5 separate regions of the Sus scrofa genome follow, and all the other regions are linked to region 1. A link is a contact called in public HiChIP or PLAC-seq data. All regions are on one chromosome and are shown on one strand. The core of a region is the stretch at or near the end of the contact, and the rest is flanking DNA. Distances in the headings are between cores, read along the strand shown. Region 1 has its middle 150 kb from the start of RFX3. Region 2 overlaps GLIS3 (zinc finger protein GLIS3). Region 3 overlaps GLIS3 (zinc finger protein GLIS3). Region 4 overlaps GLIS3 (zinc finger protein GLIS3). Region 5 overlaps GLIS3 (zinc finger protein GLIS3).

The links. HiChIP or PLAC-seq counts read pairs in DNA pulled down with a chosen protein or histone mark.
Region 2: a contact with region 1 is called in an H3K27ac HiChIP or PLAC-seq map of alveolar macrophages. The contact joins two enhancer-like sites. A contact is called at or near these places in 1 of 47 Hi-C or Micro-C datasets (embryonic fibroblasts) and 1 of 2 datasets of contacts at active chromatin or transcription factors (alveolar macrophages).
Region 3: a contact with region 1 is called in an H3K27ac HiChIP or PLAC-seq map of alveolar macrophages. The contact joins two enhancer-like sites. A contact is called at or near these places in 1 of 47 Hi-C or Micro-C datasets (embryonic fibroblasts) and 1 of 2 datasets of contacts at active chromatin or transcription factors (alveolar macrophages).
Region 4: an H3K27ac HiChIP or PLAC-seq map of alveolar macrophages shows a contact between it and region 1. The contact joins two enhancer-like sites. A contact is called at or near these places in 1 of 47 Hi-C or Micro-C datasets (embryonic fibroblasts) and 1 of 2 datasets of contacts at active chromatin or transcription factors (alveolar macrophages).
Region 5: an H3K27ac HiChIP or PLAC-seq map of alveolar macrophages shows a contact between it and region 1. The contact joins two enhancer-like sites. A contact is called at or near these places in 1 of 47 Hi-C or Micro-C datasets (fetal skeletal muscle) and 1 of 2 datasets of contacts at active chromatin or transcription factors (alveolar macrophages).

Annotation. Positions count from the first base shown.
Region 1 is chr1:218,187,444-218,190,143 of Sscrofa11.1, reverse strand. No RefSeq gene overlaps it. Among named protein-coding and RNA genes, the nearest start is that of RFX3, 150 kb to the left of the region's middle. Within about 2 kb of position 1,298, at least 6 of the 83 cell types and tissues checked have an H3K27ac peak or open chromatin away from gene starts, as enhancers often do. A contact at or near this core is called in alveolar macrophages, where this site is marked.
Region 2 is chr1:217,772,153-217,774,852 of Sscrofa11.1, reverse strand. The region is part of intron 2 of GLIS3 (zinc finger protein GLIS3); the gene reads right to left. Among named protein-coding and RNA genes, the nearest start is that of GLIS3, 200 kb to the right of the region's middle. Within about 2 kb of position 1,317, at least 1 of the 83 cell types and tissues checked has an H3K27ac peak or open chromatin away from gene starts, as enhancers often do. A contact at or near this core is called in alveolar macrophages, where this site is marked.
Region 3 is chr1:217,748,470-217,751,282 of Sscrofa11.1, reverse strand. All of the region lies in intron 2 of GLIS3 (zinc finger protein GLIS3), which reads right to left. Among named protein-coding and RNA genes, the nearest start is that of GLIS3, 180 kb to the right of the region's middle. Within about 2 kb of position 1,557, at least 2 of the 83 cell types and tissues checked have an H3K27ac peak or open chromatin away from gene starts, as enhancers often do. A contact at or near this core is called in alveolar macrophages, where this site is marked.
Region 4 is chr1:217,912,392-217,915,091 of Sscrofa11.1, reverse strand. The region is part of intron 4 of GLIS3 (zinc finger protein GLIS3); the gene reads right to left. Among named protein-coding and RNA genes, the nearest start is that of GLIS3, 340 kb to the right of the region's middle. Within about 2 kb of position 1,266, at least 3 of the 83 cell types and tissues checked have an H3K27ac peak or open chromatin away from gene starts, as enhancers often do. A contact at or near this core is called in alveolar macrophages, where this site is marked.
Region 5 is chr1:217,717,710-217,720,409 of Sscrofa11.1, reverse strand. All of the region lies in intron 2 of GLIS3 (zinc finger protein GLIS3), which reads right to left. Among named protein-coding and RNA genes, the nearest start is that of GLIS3, 150 kb to the right of the region's middle. Within about 2 kb of position 1,274, at least 17 of the 83 cell types and tissues checked have an H3K27ac peak or open chromatin away from gene starts, as enhancers often do. A contact at or near this core is called in alveolar macrophages, where this site is marked.

The DNA of each region.
Region 1 (2,700 bases), core at 49-2,548:
TTAAGGTTCTGGAGTTGCTGTGAGCTGTGGTGTAGGTCGCAGGTGTGGCTTGGATCTGGTGTTGCTATGGCTGTGTCACAGGAGGGTGGAAACAACTCTGATTCGACCTCTAGCCTGGGAACATCCATATGCCATGGGTGTGGCCCTAAAAAGACAAAAGACAAAAAATAAAATAAAATAAAATAAAAGGGAAGGAGAGACACAATAAATTTAACAATTCAACACCCATTGTACATCAGTCTTAGATATGTAAAAAATATCTCCACCCAAAGGTTATGATACACAAATGACTGAAAGAAAAAAAAAAAAAAGAGGAATTGTTGTTCAGCAGTAAGGAGCCCAACTAATATCCATGAGATCATGGGTCCAATCCCTGGCCTTACTCAGTGGGTTAAGGATCCGGTGTTGCGTGAACTGTGGTGTAGGTCACAGATGAGGCTCAAAGCCTGCATTGTGTTGCTGTGGCTGTGGCGTAGACCTGCGGCTAGTGGTTGGATTCGACCCCTTTCTTATGCTGTGGGTGTGGTCCTAAAAAGGCAAAAAAAAAAAAAAAAAAAAAAAAAAAAGGACTAACAGGCTAACTGGTATTAACACTATAAACTGTATTATTCGACCCTGTGATAACTCTACCAGATGACTGCAAACAGGCACTTGGCATTAAAACTGTTATAATTGGATGCCTGGGTACACACCCCAAATGCCTACACCCCATCCCCCTCAGCTTTTACAGTAACAAGTTTCTATCCTCTCCTGCAAGCTGACAAAACAAAGCCTTCCTTCTGGCTCACATGTACCACACGCTGGTCACATACAGCTGTTAAGGAAAATGCAGACTTTTGTTGCATAGAAAAGCACTTTAGCTGCTACTCAGGGTTTCTAGACAAGTTATCACCTCTCAACACTGATTTTCATTTTGGGTTACGTCAGGTTTATTTGTCCTTCATAACTCTTCCATAAAACAATACTGATGAATATATACCTAATCTGAGAGGAAGTTATAGACCTTGTTTCGGGAATTCCTTAATTCCTAAATAATGCTGCTTGTGTTTAACAGGATCACAGAAGAGATATAAAGAAGCAACTGCACACACATTTCTTAATCCACCAACAGAGATGACCCAAATCAGGTTTGCTTAGAGGGATCTGCATGCCTTGAGTCTGTAATGTACGTCTGTGATGCGAAGGAAACAGGGGAAAAAGCCCTTTGCCTTACTTGAGAGAGAGGAGCAATCCAGGGGGTGTGTGCATGGGAAGGCTGCAGCTCTAGCTGCATTTCAATGCAGTGCTTAGTTTATTCACCAGGGGTCATCAAAGGTCTGGATTTTCTTTGTCTACTTGTTGACTCATATGTACACTGTACACTCAGAAACCACTGAATTCTTTAGTCTTGTGCATCAGGAAGTGGGGTAGGCTGTTCCTTCTCCCCACCATGCCAGGCCCACCCCCACTACTTAGCTTCTAACTATTACTCTTTAGAGACCTCCATCAACACACTGCAGCAAGAAAGTCAGTTAGATGCATGATGAAAATGCCTTTTCTAAATTAAAACAATCTAGTAGAAAGGAGAAAGAGGAATCATGATATCTAATTAACTTTTTTGCTTTAATAACCTTTGCTTCCATTTTCCAAGTTGGAAAATGGAAGGTTTAGCACACTACTCTCTTCTGGGTCCATGAACTGAATCGCACGCTTGGAAAGCAAGTGGGTCATGACTCCCTTTTGTCAGATTTGACGCAGTAGCTGGATTCCTGGAGGGCCAGAGCAGATCAACAGAAGGACAAGTTAACATTTTTCCATGAGACTTGTTCAGCCCCATTGCACAAGGAAATAATGAAAGTTTTCAATGGCGATTTGGCCCTGGCATGAAGGACATGGATTCCACAGGTATTGGTGGGTATTTGTCACAATTTTCCTGTGACATCCTTCAATGTCTTTAGCATGAAGCCTTGGAGCCAAACTGATTCTTTCTTACCTGTATTCTCTGAATAAACCAAATTGCAACTTTTGAGAGCTCAGCAGTGAGCCACCCTTGAGCCACAATGAGGAGTAGTTTCAGCTTGCAGAATTCTTTCTGGGGCAGCACTGCTCCAATTTAAAAATTGGCTTGGTATACCCTTCCTCCTTCCCCCAAACAGGCAGAAAAACCACCTTGGTATTCACGGTATCTGATCCATATGCATTTTATGCTCTATTTTAAAATGGAAAAGTCACCTGGTGGTAGATGTAAGAGCTGGCTATGATCTCAAAATCCAATTCAATCCTCTCTTCTCATGGTTTTGCAAACAGAGCCTCAGAGAAGCTAAGTACAGCTTCAAGTCATTTGGTGACAAAAGTGGGCCTATTCACTTTATCCTACTCACTCTTTCTAAATAAAATGTGGGAAAGGCTTACAATACAAAAGATGTAATACTTCTGAAAAAGGCAGTGAATACCATGGAAAGGAAGAGGGGGTCAATTCTGGCAGATGGCATAGTTGATAAATATAGCTCTGAGCACCTGGGCCACAAGGTAGCACACAGGGCTCCCAACTCCAAGAGTGCTGGTCATCTTTGGGGAGTTCAGTGACCAAACCAAAAAACTAGGGACCACAGGTGTCAACAGAAGATGGTTTGCCAAGGTTTGTTATTAAGAGAGACTGTGAGAGTTGATACAAGATGGGGAAACCTGTTTAGGTACAGCCCACTGAGAACCCAGAAGCCT
Region 2 (2,700 bases), core at 68-2,567, 420 kb after region 1:
GAAAATATTTACATATTATATGACTGATAAGGTATTAATATCCAAGATATTTAAACATCTCATTCAACTCAACATCAAAAAAACAAACTACCTGCTTAAAAATGGGTCAAAGAACTGAATAGACATTTTTCCAAAGGGGAAATGCAGATAGGCACAAGCGTATGAAAAGATGCTCAATATCACTAATTATCAGGGAAATGCAAATCAAACCACAATGAGACATAATCTCAAACCTGTCAGAATGACTGTCATTAAAAAGAACACAAATAACAAATGTTGGAGAAGACATAGAAAAAAGGAAACCCTCCTACACTGTTGATAGGGATGTAAATTGATACAGCCACTGTGAAAACCAGTATGGAAGCTTCTCAAAAAGTTAAAAACAGAACTACGATATGAAGTTCCCGTCGTGGCACAGTGGTTAATGAATCCGACTAGGAATCATGAGGTTGCGGGTTCAGTCCCTGCCCTTGCTCAGTGGGTTAACAATCCAGCGTTGCCATGAGCTGTGGTGTAGGTTGCAGACGCAGTTCGGATCCCGAGTTGCTGTGGCTCTGGCATAGGCCGGTGGTTACAGCTCTGACTCGGCCCCTCGCCTGGGAATCTCCATATGCTGCGGGAGTGGCCGAAGAAATAGCAAAAAGACAATAATTTAATTAATTAATTAATTAATTAAAACTATTATAAAAAAAACCTACGATATGCCGCAGCAATTGCACTCTTGGGCATGTATCTGAATCAAACAAAAACAATAATTTGAAAAGATACATGCACCCCAGTATTCACAGCAGCACTATTTAAAACTGCCAAGGCAATCTAAGTGTCCACATACAAAAGAATGGATAAAGAGGATGTAGTGCATGTGTGTATATACATAAAAAATGACAATTTACAGCAACATGGGTGGATCTGGAGAGCATTGTTCTAAATAACTCAGACTGAGGAAGACAAATACTGTGTCATATCATTTATATGTGGAATCTAAAAATACAACAAACTAGTGAATAAAATAAAAAAGAAGCACACTTACAAAATAGAGAACAAACTAGTGGTTGACAGTGGGAGAGGGAAGGAGGGAGAAAAATATACATGTAGAGGAAAAAAGAAAGGTTATTATGACATTATATGAAATCATATGTATGAAACTTTTGAAAACTATAAAGCACTATGATAGAATTTAAAGAATCTTTAATTCAAAAAAAAAATTTTTTTTTTGGTCTTTTCTAGGGCTGCACCTGCAGTATATGGAGGTTCCCAGGCTAGAGGTCCAATTGGATCTGTAGCTGCCGCCGGCCTATGCCACAGCCACAGCAAAGCATGATCCAAGCCGTGTTGAAACCTAAACCACAGCTCATGGCAATGCCGGATGCTTAACCCACTGAGCAAGGCCAGGGATCAAACCTGCAACCTCATGGCTCCTAGTCAGACTCGTTAACCACTGAACCACGACAGGAACTTCCCCCAAAAAAATTTTTAAGTGTGCTTATATTCTTCCTAAAGCAATACTTTTTAAGGAGTAGTAGTAATTATCTGAATTTGAATATTAAAGCTAAAAATATATGTGACTAAAAAGTTGGATGCTAATTAATTTTAAAACTTAGTTACTGAATAATTTATAAATTTTTATAAGAGAATTCATAACAAATTATAAGTAACATAAAAAACTCCTATGGCTTTCAAAGTAAATGGGAAGGAAAGAAAGAAAATTCCTCCCCAGGAGTTGCCATCGTGGCTCAGCAGTTAACAAACCCAACTAACAACCATGAGAATGCAGGTTCGAACCCTGGCCTTGCTCAGTGGGTTAAGGATCCGTCATTGCCGTGAGCTGTGGTGCAGGTCGCAGACGCAGCTCAGATCCTGAGTTGCTGTGGCTGTGGCGTAGGCCAGCGGCTACAGCTCCGATTCGACCCCTAGCCTGGGAACCTCCATATGCCGCAGGTGCAGTCCTAGAAAAGACCAAAAAAAAAAAAAAAAAATTTTCCCAGTTCTTTAAAGGTCAATTAAGTAAAGGGCCTTGATTTGGTGAGTACCTCCTCTTTTGACTGCTCCATGTGAGCCAAATTATAAACCTGCCAGAATTTGTTTTCTCTTTGTTCTAAACATCCATAACACAAAAATAACAAAGAACAGCAGAGGTTCTTGCACAATGGGAGGATTATGAACCTTGACGAGAATCTATAGTTTGGAATAAAATATTACAATAAATACTGATAAATCATTGGGTAATATTAGCTACTTACAATGAGCAGAAAAATTACAAAGGCATCACTACAATATTTTTTTCAATAAAGAATATTGTTTAGGCAATCATCTTGGTGAGATCATTCTAACTCTAAACTCTCAAAATGGAGAATTTTGCTTCTGAACAAACCTACTTAGGTTTGATAAAACTAGATAAATTTTAGCACTTAAAATATACATGTTGCAGAGTCATTGTACTTTGAGAAATCAAGTTATGTTTTAATGCTGAAAGATTAGAGAGAAAATAAATCACTTTTGCCAATTTCCACAGGCATCCCTCTCCTTTATTCTCTATTTTAACTATTAAATACTAGATTACCAAACCTACTCTCTCAGATACTAATCTAGTAAAATATACAGAAAAAAAATAATAAAGGTAGTTATCTTTTCTTTGGTCTTCTGCTTTCAAGCATACCATATTATATATAGTATAACCATCTCAAAGTTCAGGAAGAGATT
Region 3 (2,813 bases), core at 308-2,807, 440 kb after region 1:
TGCCTTGTAGACACACCACTCTGACCTCTACCTATGTTCACATACTGTCCTCCCTGTGTGTCTTCAGTGTTCACATGGCATTCTCATCTTGGAATCTATGTCCACATTTCCTTCTTTTTATAAAGATAAAGTTATTGGATTTGGCCCCACCCTAATCCCAGTATGAAATCATCTTTTAATTTGACTGCATCTAAAAAATTCTATTTCCAACTGAGGTTACATTCTGAGATTTCAGGTAGGCATGAAATTGAGGGGAACACTCCAACCCAGTATGATTGCTAAGTGACATCCTTTCAAGGTGTCTGAAGAACACTGCTATGAAAAGAATATTTACAGATAAAACAATTGCCCATGGAAGAACAGTGAAAAGAAAGTGATATAAGTGGGAAAAAAAGTATAAAAGGAAAACTGCCAAAGGTTTGGTAATTTCAGGCCTAAATTATTCTCACCTATGAGGTCAATTACCAAGAGATCCATCATGCAAAAATACCTACCCAGCTACCCCTTCAAAAAAGTGACCCTTCTGGCTGAAGCAACCTCTTTTCTGGACCCCACTTCCTTAGTGGGTCATCCTTTATTCAACTTTCACACCATCTACATGAAGACATAAGTGTCAACAGTGCCTGGGCAACATGCTAGGCACTCTATACACATAGTATTATCACATCTAACAGAAAAGAAAAGAAACTAAAGTTCATCAAGATAAAGCAAGCAGCCCCAAGTCATACAGGAGATTCATACAGGTAGAGAGATACAACTGGATCCAAAGCAGATGTCTCATTTTTTTAAGTCTGTGCATGTGCACATGCATGCACACACACACACCAATAGTTCAAAAATGACCATTTTATTTACCTTTTATCTAAAACACATCATCTTCTTAATCCTCAAAATATCAGAACTAGAAAATACCTCAGCTATCATCTATTACTATTTCATTTTACAGATGAACACACTGAAGACTAGAAATGATAACTGCATGACTTGGTCACTGGGAAAAACTAGTGACTAAATTGGATAAGAGCTTCAAACACTCTGCATCCTAGTTCAGATTGGCAACATCTAGCCTCTGTAGTAGGTAATATTCTATATAGTAAGGTAGCAATCTATGCAATAAGACCATATCATAGGCAAGTTGACAAGGTAGGGTGGAGTATGTAAATTAAAATCTTGGCTTGTTACTTAGATATGTGGGATGGCCACTTAATATTTTAGCTGAAATATTCTTAAGTATAAAATGGAGGTAATAAAGACATGAGTCACATAATATCTAGTGTTTAATAGTATTGCTAAAAGGATTAAATGTGCTTAGAATATTGCCTAGTACACATCAAATACTTAGTATATGTTAGTTGTTGATAGCAGTTTTGTTTTAGTTTTTATTACTACATCATCATCATTGTTATTACCATTCAATAAAAAGCTACAAATTAACAACTTCAGTGTTTTTCATCACTATATGTTTCTAGCTGTCACACTGGTTACAAGTACTCCCTCAGTCAGGGACACAATGATACAGTGATTTCCTGGTCTTTCATAATAATTAACTTCAACCTTATTTCATAATCTACTTTATGCCAGTCTAGTTGCACAAAATGTGCAAAAGGTCTATATTCAGGTTTTAATTTCCCTGGTTCTGTGGGTCTACACTTAATTGCCTTCTTCAAATGATGGTGGGTCATTTAGTGTCCTGAAAAACCAACAGTGTTATTACATCCTGACTCTGACAAATCCTTGCTCTTGTCTCTCATTTTATCTCTTTGAGTCTCAGGAAGGCAAACCCTGGGAAAATTATACAAACAGCCCCAAATATTTGAAATCAGCATTGTCCTCACATGCACATGCCTCTCTGAAAGCTTAGAGCATTTTCCTTTCAGTAGTATTCTTTCATTAGCCCACAGCTTGCTAATTAATTGGAATTTTCTAGGGCTTTTGCTGTTGTGACAAAGTCAAACAATGCAAAATCTCATTCCTTCTTGTTAAAGAGATCCATCCACCCTCCAAAGAGCAGCACAAAGACGGCTGGGATAAGAGGGAGGATTAGGTTGACTTTGAAAGGGTCAGACTTCATGAGTTCCTGTGCACTGCCGCCCCCTCCCCCCGCCCCCACTTCCCTGTCCACAGCTGCCTTCATCTTCACCAAAACTGATTTATGGGACGTGACATCTTAACCATGGTTTTTATACAAAAGAGAGGCTGCTTAGAAGGTATTATGTAGGATCTAAAATTAGATGGCAAAGAACATCCTACAGGCATGTATAAACAATATTGGGAGGCAAAAAATACTGTATTAAGTGAGAGGACTATTTAAGAACAAAATTTATGGATTATGGAAGGGACCAAAACCTGAATGAACAGACCCAAGTAAGGCACAAACCAGGCTTAAATGAAAAGGAGTTCCCATTGTGGCTCAGCATTAACAAACCCCACTAGTATCTATGAGGACGTGGACTCAATCCCTAGCCTCATTCAGTGGGTTAAAGATCCAGCATTGCTGTGAGCTGCGATGTAGGTTACAGATGTGGCTCAGATATGGCACTGCTGTGACTCTGGCATAGGCCTGCAGCTATAGCTCCAATTAGACCCCTAGCCTTAGAACTTCCACATATTGCTTATACATACATGCTTAACCTTGGCAAAAACAGTGCCACTTAAACAGAAGAGAGGAGAGCAACTGGAGAGTGAGCATAGGGAAGGAGAGTGAAGAGAGATTAATTATGAATCTTGCTCTTGGTTTCCATTTCAATGTATCATGCTATGATTTGATACACTAGGCTACTAGAACTTGTGGAAACCTTTATGATCTGTGTCTC
Region 4 (2,700 bases), core at 17-2,516, 280 kb after region 1:
TGAGAGAATAAATTTCTGTTGTTTTAAGCCACCCAGTTTATGTTCCTTCACTATGGCAGCCACAGGAAATTAATACTGAAATCATGTAGCCCAGTGCCTCTGAAGGACAGATGTACACACTGAGACACTGAGAGAGATCTAGATAGCGGATTCAATACACACAAGCACTGGGACAGAACTCAACCATTCACTTCCTTGTTCATTGATTCCTTCAATAAACATTCAATTTGTACCAATTTCTTATTGAGAAAAGATCACTGTAAATTATAAAGCACAACAACAGTCCTCTCCTTCATGGAACTTTCATTCTAATAGAGTTGATAGATAATAAACAACTATCTACAAAATCAATTATTAAACTATAAGTGGGATAAAAGCTACAGAGATAAACACAGTGTATGATAATGAGAGCACATGATGCGGATTCTGACCTAACCTGGAAATTAGGCAAAGGCTCCTTGGAAGTGATATCTGAGAGAACATTTAAAAGGATAAATTAAAGGTAGGGCACTGCGTCATGGAAGGATATGTGTGCAGACATGTGATGTAAGGGGTTTTTGAGGGAGCAAGAAGGTAGAATTGGAGAATATTCCAGATAGAGATTCTGACCTTTTCATCTGTCTTCTTTCCACCATACCTCCTGCCCTCCCTGGAAACTCATACAAAAGCGAGTCGATGTCACTGTCCTATCTAACTATGCTAAGGATATATTAACCACGAAATATTTACAGCCTAAAAATGATAAAGGGAAACTCTCATTTGCAGTACGCACTGAACTATATATGTCTACCCTAGAAATATTACACTATTCTATCTGAAATATTTTACCTTTTGTGAAGACAAGAATATCCCTTCTCCAATCTCCACCATCCCATATGTGACATTATGTTTTTCCTTTCTACAAAGAAGTTCAACCACAATAATTAAGACTTTTCTCTGTACTAACTGGCATAATCAATCTGGTCCTGATAAATAGGAATTTGGTAAATACCATGCAGCTAATAAATTCTGAACCAATTGTACACGCCTACCAAATCAAAGCTCATTTTGTGGTAGGCTATTAAATACATGGTTCAATTATAATCTTCGTGCACATGCTATTTTGTCTCTGGTTATGGCACTGAAATCTAATTCAGAGATAGGTAATATTTTCCACTTGAAGTTCATCCAAAGTAAACTGAATTCAGTGAATGACTGGATGATCCCAACCACTGCTCACCCAGAAAGTCAGTGGTCCCACAGCACTGTTATCCAATAAAAAGCTTCACACATCTGAAACTATTTCACATGGAGTCAACCATAAAGTCAGGATGAATCAGCAACTACTGAAATTTCCACTGTTTCTGAAAAAGAGATCCTGGCCAAATGCTTTCGTTTTCTTTCTACAGTGGGAACTTAAGCTTTGTGATTCCTTTACTTTCTCATATCCTGTTTACACTAAATAAAAATGAAGAATTACACATTCCTAAACAAAATAAAAAGACTACATGAACTCAACATAATACACCAGGTCAAAAATGCCAAAAGGGCATTTTAGATTTCATGTGACGTAACGTGAGCTTCCCTAATGCTGAAAAATAATGCAGCTCCTCTGCCAAGAGATTTCTGAGCTTGTTTGCAAAAAGTACCTTTGCCTACCCATGCCATCTCTACCGGGAAGGCTCTGCTACTTTTCTGAAATTGCTCGGCTCTGATGCTGACTTGGGAAAACTTCTCCACATGGATGCACTCAATCACCCAGCATTAAATGAGACATCTAAGGATTCTGCCACTCACCATTTCTGTCATGTTTTCTCAGTCTTTTGAGGACTCCATTGTTGTGCAAAGCCACTACAATCCCATTACAAGCTGGCATATGATCAGATGATAACTAAAGTGAATAGAAATACTTAAACCACACAAGGAGCTAGTGAGGTCTCACTCTTTGGCAATGCATCCCAAGAGATTTTCTGACACTCAATCCATAAGCCAAACAATCACAATGCAGAATGCTTTCAACGTCTAGGAACAACCATTCAATCAGCCATCATGTGCCTGTCATCTGGTCCTGACTGCTTCTGAAAAAAGGAGCTTGTCCTTTATTCTTCTCTGAAAACCTTTTATTTTTCAGAAACCACTAAGTTGCTCCAGTCTTCTTCCCACCACACCACCACTTAGATGTTTTTTAAGACCAGTTCTTATTAAGGGCTAGCCCTATGCTTGTCTCTGAATGGGACCTAGGCATTTGCTCGGAAAAATGATAAGAGATGCTGATTTCGTTCTAGGTTAGTAACTATAACCAGTTCAAGAAGTAGTTTATGCCTTGACTAACCTTCACTATGCAGCAGAGAGTAGCAATTGATATGTATTTTTCAACCAATAGATGATGTAATTTGGGTACTGAAATAAACATGAAATAAACAGAATATACACTGGTTCTACCTTCAAGAAGTTAGCAATCTATTTGTGGACACATGTATACACACACATGCAGCACATGTACACGCTGCATACAAATGTCACATGAGGGGCAGAAATACAGTGAGGACAACTGTTTGGAGAAGGAAGAACTCTCCTCTGCCTTCAGATGGTCCCAGAAGTCTTCCTAGAGCAAAGATCATCAGAGGGGGGCTATGAAGGTTGGCTAGGTGTTAGATGCAGACATCTGAAGTTTGTGGGGATTCCCAGAGAGGAAGAAGTATCACAAGCAAAGACTAAACT
Region 5 (2,700 bases), core at 25-2,524, 470 kb after region 1:
GTCTCATGTCTCAAAATCTCAAGTCAAATGAGTTTGAACCGTCTACAAATGAAATATCTATGAAAAATGCAGAATTGCATTAATGCCTGAATGAAGATTTCTGATAGATATGAACTCTGGGTCAATTTACTTCAAAGCTGAACTGTTTAACAGTCTATTGAAATGTGACCTGTCAAATCTGGGTACAATTGAGAGATTAACATAGTTTCACATTTTAAGGTAGAGACTTGGCATATTGCACTGAGAGAAAGCCAGGAGAGACCAAATCCTTGATACTGACAAACAACTTTAGCATTCTTGTTTGGACATTCAGGTCCACAGAAACCAAATACAAATTTTTTTGTGGAAACAGAGGTGCCAGGAACCTATGAAAACAATTTGCCCTTTGAAAATAATTACAGAATCTAAGACCAGAGAGCACTTAGAAAGTCACTGCATTCATTCTCTACCTCCAGGTCACACTTCCAATTCCTAATGATTTGTGAAGAAAAATCAAAAATGTCTTTCTATAACCCAATTCAATTTTATGATCTAACACTAAATCCATAGTTGCCCCCAAGTTCCTCTACTATAGGGAGGGGAAGTTGCCACTGCCAGACCTACGTAAACTCAAAGAAACATTTGTAGAATTAATATGTGTGTTTTTTTCCATTATGCCTTTATCTCAAAATGATGCTTACAGATTAATTTAGAGATAAGTTACAAATCTGTGATTAGTGATTATTCCTATTCAAAGTTAATAATAGTTAATAATAATAGTTAACATATTACTATGTGAATTACACATAGTAAGACCTTCATGGATATTATTTCATTTTCACAGCAGTGATGTGACATAAGCATTATTTTTCACACTGTGCTGCATTGCAGATGATGAAACAGCAGCATGAAGTGCATAAACAGGTTGCTCAAGGCCAAATACATAATGAGTAAAAGAAGAAGCATTCAGAGACAGCAGCCTGCCATACACATAATTACCAAAAGAGGAAGTATTCAGAGACAGAAGCCTAACCCAGAGTCTATACCCATAACCACTGTACTTCACTGCCTCTGAGCAAAGCATGAGACAGGAAAGCAAATGGAATGATTTGTTAAGATTGCTTTTAGGTCAGTGATTTTACAATTCTAATTTTGCTTTATCTGGCTAAAGTAAAGTACTTCCAACCTTAACAGTCACAGAAATACTATATGTCCCTTGAGCAAAGCTGGGGGCAATGACAGGGTGCTTAAAACAGCACAGTTAGTGTGGGTGACTCAATAACCATTCTGTTCACCAATAGCAAAGTTACTTCTATTCTATTAACGTCACATTAACCTTCTTTCCTGCCAAGTGCAAGCCTAAGCATGCCTGCAGTTCTCTTTTTAGTTCACTCCCTGGGGATAAAAGCTTTTATTTGTCAAAGCAGATTCCTGCCACACATAAGTAATCTAAGAAACTAGCTGATTTCTAAAATATGGCTTCTTTATATGACTACCAAGTACACATTCCCCCTATTAAATGACAAAAGGAGAACTGATAATTAACATGATTTGGAATGAAGGATGGAAAAGATTTCTATTTTAGATCTTGGGAGTGCAACAGCCATGGACAACTTCTGGTCTCCCTGCAGTTCAGCCTGACGTCAATGGAAAGGGGACTGAGTAAGAACCATGGCTCTGAGCAGCTTCCAAAGAGTGGTCTTAAGAATATAAAGTCTACTAAGTTGCTCAACGTGGTGTAGCATGAGTGTTTGAAAACAAGTATGCCATTCTGCTCCAGCGGAACTCGGCAGGATAGGAAGAGGCCATTTCTACTCAGGGCCCTTTTGTAAGTGGTGATTATGCAATTTAACCATGTCCCCATACTCTTTGTAAAGTGTGAATCAAATTTTCTGTTGGGGAAGAGTATTTTCCACACTTGAGTAAAGGCTTATTTGAAAAACCCCAGTGGCTTTCCAGTTTTTACAAATTCTGGCTCTATGTGACGAGGAAATACATAGGTTTTTTGCCCAAAGCACTATGGCAATCTTCGCATGCCGGGAGATGAAGCTCTGTGGGGGGCTTCTGCTTGGTAACACTGATGTTCATCACCTTGTATGCCCTTCAGCAGAGGTGAATCCATAGCTAGAAAGTCTCCAACTCTTGTGACATTCCTTCTCCAAACTTAGGCTGCCAGAACAGTAATAGGATCCCCAACTTCTCTGATGGTGCACCCCTTCAGTAGAACACCACTGAGCAAGCCAATCATTAATGTACATTCTTTTTTTATAAAAATTATGTACCCATGCTGTCAATGTGAGGTACATTATAAAACATACACAAAAGTGTCATTTTAAAAGAAAATGAAAAACAGATTAAAGTATGTATTTTCTTCCTGCACTAAAACGGATGCATGTCCTCTACTTTGGAGTCACCTGATCTAATCCTCTCCCCTCATTTTATAAGATGAAGATGTTCAGCTCAAAGAGATAATATTGCTTCTACTGAGAGTCACCTAGTTCACCTAGAATCCACACATTTACCCTACATCAGTGCTCCGTCCTAAAGGTTCTCAGCATTGGTCTGTGATACCTTCCCTTGGGACATATGGAAGAACATGAGGTCTCAGAGATTGTCATAATGCCTGGGTATGGTACTGGCACTCATAAATGTGGGTCAGGGATGCAAACATCATGTAATCCAGAGAACAGACCTCCATGCAAAGAATCCTCTACTCTAAGT